Linked DNA regions of Salmo salar: region 1 is linked to region 2. Evidence: chromatin contacts called from public Hi-C data. All regions are on one chromosome and are shown on one strand. The core of a region is the stretch at or near the end of the contact, and the rest is flanking DNA. Distances in the headings are between cores, read along the strand shown.

Region 1 (4,040 bases), core at 524-3,023, 110 kb before region 2:
CTCTATTCACAGCCTTGGCCAACAACCTGGACATCATCAACCAGCAGAAGCAGAGGCTGGACACACTGGTCAAAGACCTCCATGCCCTGCGGCTCTACAACAAGACTGCAGCCTGGAGCACTCCTGCCCCCAGCCAGCCTGCTGCTACCACCCCCACCGAACAGAGGTATGTACAAGGGTGTATACCTGAAATACAATGGCCAGATTTATTGTAGCATGAAGATCTGTTCAGAGGCAGTAAGTTTTTTTTTATGTCAAATTTTTCACTGGGGTATGTGTGTTGCAAAGTAGTGTTTTTTTATTTTATTTTTATGCATAGTGGTTAAAAATCAATGATCACTTATGAATTCCCTCTGTATTTACTAGTTTGGACAACGAGCTGGAGAGTTTGAGGGATGCACTCCTGAAAGCCAGTCTGGAGACCATTCCCAAGACCACTTCGAAATCTCCAGGCAAAATGCTTACATTTTCCAACACGTCTCACTGTGTTAACTGTTGTGCTTGAGAGATGTAAATGTAATTTGACTCCTTCAATTTCTGCAGCCAAAATGTCTCCGATGAAGCAGTCTCAGCTGCGTAACTTTCTCTCCAAGAGGCAGACACCACCAGTCCGCTCCACCGCTCCAGGTATTCCCAACACCAACACACAGAACACAGTGACCAGTGCTGAGCAGTGAAGTATAAGTAACGTGTGGCATTTACCCCTCCTGAATGTCCTCTATCTTTCCCCCAGCCAACCTGTCCCGCTCGGCCTTCCTCTCTCCCAAATACTACGCGGACCTGGACGATGTGAGCTCCACCTCCTCCCTGTCTCAGGCCCTGGACCCAGACTACTCCCATTATTTTGCGGAGGAAGAACCAGAGCCTGAGCCTGCCCCCCTCCCCATGCTCCCCCTCTCTATGCCCCGCCACCCCACGGTGGTACGCACCCCCTCCATAGCCCCGGGGTTTGGGGCCATCCAGTCCACTCCCTTCAGTAAGGTGCGCCAAGGACTGGGCCTCAGCCCCATCATGAGCCCAGGTAGGAAACTATTGAGCTTATTTGACCTTTATTTAACCAGGTTGGTTGGAGAACAGCAGGTAATACAACTTTGCTGTTGTTTAGTAGTATGTCATTGATATTGTATGTTTTACCCTCTAGTATCAACCATCAGGACACAGAGAGGACAGACAACCTTATGTCAAAGTGCTGTACTATGGTTTTAAGAGAGCTATTCTGTAGTACAGTAAGTCATCAAATTCTTCTCTAGTTCCAACCAATAAGATCAACATGGGAGGTGCCGACAGCACGGCACTAGCCACTAAGACGGTGAAGCACGGAGCCCCGCCTACTGAGAAGGCCACACCCGTCCCCCTTCCTGCCCAACAGGCTGCTGCTAAAGCCGCTTTCCTCAGACAAATGGCCAATCAGAAACCAGGTAGGCGGGTTGCAATTAATGGGAAGTACATTGCATTTGTGACCGTTTTTCTGTCACTGTAACAACATACAATGTTGCCTTGAGACCTAGTATAAAATCTATGGACATTTTTTTTCTTTCTGCTCTGCAAAGGACATGGGCTTTGGGATCTGTTTCTGTGTTGTGACCATGTTAGGCTATGTTACCTTAACAGTATAACTCGTTTTAAAAAAGAACAAGCTAGGAAGAAACTTTCATTGTTAATCTCACTACATTTAAAACAGTTTGAAGACACTCAGATTAAGAGACCGGTAGAGCTTCTATTCTGCTCACTGTCGGTTCACTTTGAACAGTAAAACTCAATGCTATGTTCATACTCAGACACCAGGGGGAGACAAAGACCTCAGGATCATAGGTGAACTGACAGCCTCATGACTTTACTATGAAGAATAATGGTTGACAATAGTTTAATCAATAAATTAAATAATTACATACAATTATTTAAACAGTGCTTTTAAAGTTTTAATCAATTGAGACTATTCGTCTGAATATAGTGTACATCAGTCTGTTGGTAACCCAAAATAACATGACCGGTATGATTTGAAGTGATTGAATGAAAAGGTTAGATAATTTTTACACACAAAAGTGACAAAATATGTGCGTCTGGTTGTCCCAATGTCAGTTTTAATGACAAATTGTCATTGACGTTTCTTCTTTGTGGTCAACCAGCAGTCAGTGGCTCTCTGACAGAGTCCACCCTGAAGACTGTTCCCCAGGTGGTCAACGTACAGGAGCTCAATGACAAAGGACCGCCACCGCCTATCTCCACTGTGATCAGGTAATCCATCATCATCATCAATTTTACCATCCCTCTTCATCAGGGCGTCACCTTGGGCCTACGCTCAAGAATGCTAGGCACCTTTTCTGATTACAATTCACAAAAAGTAGAAAGGACATTAAATGAAACAAAATATTATGTAGATAAGAAATCTGTAGACAGTGAATACATTTCGTTAGGAACGGGCTGAGTGGATCCTATCTAATATTGTTACAATAGTTGGCTGATTCCAATCTAACCATTACTGTAAAAATAACCTACAGTCCACATAACTACTGTACACAGCAGCTTTCTTGTTTTTGTTTGTCTAATTGAAAAACTTCTGTGTGCTGCAGTGTTAAGGTCTGCTGACAGTGCTGAGCCCCTCAGGGTCTGACACAGTGACTGTGTGTTTAAAAAAAAAAGTAATGTCACGGAAATACAAAGTCTTTCTTTGTAGTCTAATACGTGTAAGGTGTACACTATATACTGTATTTGAGTTTGAACCATGCAGGGTCTTCTGATAGGCAAAGCTTTAAAACGAGGTTCCGCTGAGTGCCAGATTACTCTATGGTGGATGGAGGGAGAGAGGGGTTATCGCTATTTTAGCTTGGCGAGGCACATTTACAATGACTCGCTGATGCAGAAAGAGACAGCTACACACACAAATAAGGGCAATAGAAAGAACAGGGTGAGCGGGTGTGCTGTACAGACAGTGACAGGACTAGACTGGTGCTGCATGAAGGGGCCATGTGTGTGTGTGTGTGTGGGGATGGGCACACACATGGGCAATGGACCATGTTATAAAGTGTGTGTGTGTGTGTGTGTGTGTGTGTGGGTGGGTGAGTTTACGTCCTGAGGGACGAGGGCCCACTTCAGCACTAGCCTATGCTATTTGTGTGGTTGTGTGTGTGTGGGGCTGCATACTTTACGTCAGTGTACAGTGTGAGTGGTTCCCAACGATGCAGAGAAATATTTTACAAATGATATAACACAATGAGTAACGATAACTTGGTTATATACACGAGGTACCAGCACTGAGTGGATGTGCAGTGGTACGAGGTAATTGAGGTAGAGATGTACATACTGTAGGTGGGAATAAAGTGACTAGGCAACAGGATAGATAATGAACAGTAACAGCAGTGTATGTGATGAGTAAAGAGTTAGTGGAAAAAACGGTCAATGCAGATAGTCCGGGTAGCTATTTAGTTAACTATTTTACTATGTAGCACTAAATAGTTTAATAGTCACTGCCATTGGTGATGAAAGGGCTGTTGATGACAGCTGTGCATGTCATGTCAATACCAGAGTGTCTAAGGGGCGCCAGGATGGACAGATGTTGGCAGCAGGTACAGCCCTGTATTCCTGTTCCCATAAAGTGACAGAGGGAAAATGTCATCGTCCCCAATGTCACAGTACAGTCAGCCTGGAGGGAGAGGGGGCCTTTAATTGGTACCGTCAGCAGTTTCTGGTTTTAGAATAAATGTTCTTGGGGGAAAAGGAAAGTTCATTTTATGCTTAAGTGCAGATAAGAAATAAACGCACACGTTCTGTTCTTTGTAGATAATATCTGGTATTTGGGAATGAAATTGTTTGACTGCACCAAATGTCAGTTTATTCAGAGGACCTTCCTTGCTTACAAATAGAGTTTTGAATAGTTGTTGGTCTTACATTTGAGTGTGAAATGCACTTTACCCATCGTCCTTATCTAGGGAGATCCTCTTTCTCTCTTAGTCTCACCCTGGTCCCTTATTTTTCCCATGGCATCACATTAAATCACCCATGGCTAATAGTCACCCATAGCAACCGGTCTGATTACTTCTCAG
Region 2 (3,880 bases), core at 1,298-3,797:
CTGTTTATGGACAGAAATTCCATTAATCGAAACGTGATTACATGTAGAAATGTGTAGTTACGTCACATTGTTGAAAAAAACCAACCCAAAGAATCTTGCTTTATTAATCTCGCCTATAGCTTGATATCTGTAGGCATACTAACTGCATCTAAAGGTGAAAGGACTTGAACCTCCCTCTGACTCATCCTCAGACATGTTTATGCTGCCAGGCAATAGCCTATCTTGCCTGGAGCAACTCTGAGAGAGACTGTAGCTGTTTTCCTCCGCCATGATACAATTTTTTTCAGAGCATTTCTGACATATTCAAGCAGGATGTAGAACAGATCCTGTGCATTGAACAAATCATAATATTTAGTCCAGTATTAATTTGTACAGGGACAATAATAAGTGAAGTGTCACTGTGTAAAATTAGACAGTTATGGTTATTTCCATGTGATTTTAATGATGCAATAGGTTTTTGTATTATGTGTATTTCTCTATTTCAATATTATCCCCTCCCTAAGCTACAATAGTTTATATCTGCAACTCCTATCACTCCCTTAGAGACCAATCCATCAATTTACCCCTAAGAGCAGGGAAAGTAATTAACACCTTTTTCACATCTTACTGACAAACCATCGATGAGTGCATTGTGGGCAAATGCAAAAGCCTATGAATGTCAAAACTGCCCTATATACATAGACATGGAATCACTGGTCACTTTAATAATGGAACACTAGTCACTTAAATACTGTTTACATCCTGCTTTACTCATTTCATATGTATATACTGTATTCTATTCTACTGTATTTTAGTTAATGCCAATCTGACATTGCTCGTCCTAATACTTCTTAACTCCATTATTTTACTTTAGATTTGTGTGTATTGTTGTGAATTGTTAGATACTACTGCACTGTTGGAGCTAGGAACACAAGCATTTCGCTACACCCGCAATAACATCTGCTAAATATGTGTATGTGACCAATAAAATTTGCTTTGCTTTGATTTGAACAAGGTTTGTCGTTCCAATGCACCAGTCTAGTCATTCAAATATCTTGATAAGTGCGCCCTCAAGAGGGCATTTTAAGCTCTTACTCTACTATGACGGATTCTCAATCCATATTTTGTGAGGGTCCAATACTCGCAAATGACTCTGTTATTGCTCTGAAATATCACTGTGTTGGTCTTTTAAATTGGATGTGTAGGTATTGTGCACCTTTGTGTCTCACTACAAGTATTAATCAATAGTTAGTTTCTGTATGCTGTCTCAATAAAGGCTATGTGATACCATTGTCGTGGTACGTGCCACATATTGATAGTAGTTTGGCCAAGGCTTCTGTCTACTTAACTAGACGGGTCCGTGGATTCTAAACACCAGGCACCGTCCTCATAGCACCATGACACAGACATACGCACAGATGCACTTAAAGACACAGACGCGCAGTCACACAGGCACACAGGCACACAACACAAAAACATGCACACACAGATTTATTTAAAAAAATATATATATTTCACCTTTATTTAACCAGGTAAGCTAGTTGAGAACAAGTTCTCATTTACAACTGCGACCTGGCCAAGATAAAGCAAAGCAGTGCGACACAAACAACAACACAAAGTTACACATGGAATAAACAAGCGTACATATGTGGGCAAACACAGATAAACACACAAACACACATACACTGGTTTGAGTGACATAAAATTGAATTAACCTTTCATTAGTCCCATACTCATAATCACAAGGTTTCAGTAGAGGTCAGATAGGATTAGTAGACAATGACGTGATTCTGCTCTAAATCATAATCTGAAAGAACATCAGCAACTACAACATAACAAGACACATAAGGTACCGTCACACACACACAAACCAAACTCACGCACGCACGCACACACGCACACACACACACAAATAGATAACCTTAGCAGCATCCACCCATCCCAGCTGCCTTTGGGATGTAGTGGAGATTCCCCTTAGGTTAATGTGATTACCCAGATCATTGTCTACTTTGCTCTTCCTACCCTCCCGTCACTCACTGCCGCCATTGTAAATACATGTTTTCTGCTCACTGGAGGTGCACTGTTGGCATCGGGTTTGCCATTATTGACCAAGACAGTGATTAAAAAGCATGCGATACAGTGCTGCTGGCTGCAGTTTGTCTCCTCAACCACTGAACTTGATATTGCAACCGTAAGATCACTGCAATTTCGAAGAGGTCGATGTCAAGCATAGCATTGGTACTGACTCATTGCTCTTCATGAGAATTACTTGTTTTTGCCCATAAATTAAGGCATTCTCTAGTGCACAGTTTTTTTTTGCAATGACATAAAATAATATATGTTTTCCACAAGAAACATGACATGTTTTGATGCAAGAAGCTCTCATCCTATTCATCACCAAATCATACAAAATAAATAAGACATGGAGAAAAACTCAAGGGGAAACATATCACAAATGTGATATCAGTGTACATTGAATATAAGCAAATACAAGTTCATAAATCTCTGTAACTGAAATGTAATGTTCTAAAAAGGACGCCAGGGGTCACTGCTCCATTTTCTTCGTCATATCCGTATACAACCACACCAGTCGACGAGAGCAAGGACTTTCTTTTTCAGGCCGGGTAGGTTGCCCACCAACAACTCAAGTAAACGGTCAAATAGATTAAGAGTCGGCAGCACAATCACCAGCCATCCTTTGAAGAAACCTAATATTTAGGAATTAAATCTCCTTTATTGATCACACGAAATACTAACAAGTAAAATCGGTGAGTTATTAATGTGATTTGGGGTTATATGTATGTTTTTGCATTGACTTCTTCGACTGCCCAGTTTTATTGTTGCTTTGTTCTGGGCAGCAGCCATTTTTAATAATCTTGTCCTATATATTTATCGCTGCCTGCCGTGGTCCTGAAATCTGGAAAATTGCTTATATACTTTGTTCTCAGCTCAAAGGCAAGGGTTTCATTATAGCTACGTGTTCTAGTCTCAGATGCCAAATTTGTGCGTTTTCTGGGGATTTGTTTTTGGAATACAAGACAGGAACTTCATCTGATTTGCCGTCTCACAATCTTCGCTAGCTAGTAACGTTAGTTGTTAGGTTAGCTAATTTAACATCTAGCTAAATAACTTCGGTGTCAATATTATTTTAAACTGAGATATCAACACCTAATCAATTATTGTCATGATTAAGGATTAATGGCAATGTGTCACCGCTGTTTTTCACGAAGTCGCAGACATAAACAACGCAATGTTTACATACTGTGATGCTGTGCAGACCAAGCGTGTAGCTTGCTAGCAAGCTAACAAGCTAATTCAGTTCGGATGGCTAACTAGTTAGCTCGCCCCTGCCTGCCACTACGTTTGACCAGTACGTTATGATTTCACTATCAACATGGATTCATCCATGGCCTAATTCCCTCTGTTTTAACTAATATTGTAATTGATAGACATAAGCCAATATGTATTGTGTAGCGAGCATCAACCATGTTTTGCAATTATATTAGCAAACGTTAACTAGCTAGCATCCGTATAAAATAGCTGGCTAACATCACTGCAAACTGCCATTTTAATTATGCCTTGGTGGTAGCTAGAAAGCTGTGTTGTTTTATTTGGGGGTTTGTTGCCTTTGAACCGTTTGTTTGCTGATGAATATCTGATTATTTGGATCCATCTTTAAAATAATTGAGTGTTAACCCGGAATAATTGAACTAGCTATTCTGAATGTCTTTTTTACCATCAATATTAACCCGCTAGAACTGATACGCGTCAAGAAATAACGGCGACAAACACACTGGAAAACTTTAAACGAAAGATTACAGAATTAGGTTGTTGTTAAACATTCTGATTTGTACAATCCATCCAACTAAAAGTCTTAATACGACATATCACTTTACATTTG

What was found. A called contact is a pair of places that touch in the nucleus more often than the background predicts.
Region 1: a Hi-C map of gill shows a contact between it and region 2, with 3 times the contacts expected there. The contact joins the enhancer-like site here to the promoter of prrc2b in region 2. A contact is called at or near these places in 2 of 3 Hi-C or Micro-C datasets (blood and gill).

Annotation. Positions count from the first base shown.
Region 1 is chrssa01:138,941,589-138,945,628 of Ssal_v3.1, reverse strand. It overlaps nup214 (nucleoporin 214), which reads left to right. Exons shown (of 37, transcript XM_014133105.2): 19 at 1-166; 20 at 367-452; 21 at 544-627; 22 at 734-1,021; 23 at 1,251-1,418; 24 at 2,127-2,235. Among protein-coding and RNA genes, the nearest start is that of nup214, 31 kb to the left of the region's middle. Within about 2 kb of position 1,773, at least 3 of the 13 cell types and tissues checked have an H3K27ac peak or open chromatin away from gene starts, as enhancers often do.
Region 2 is chrssa01:138,830,683-138,834,562 of Ssal_v3.1, reverse strand. It overlaps prrc2b (proline-rich coiled-coil 2B), which reads left to right and starts at 2,547. Exons shown (of 31, transcript XM_014133027.2): 1 at 2,547-2,747.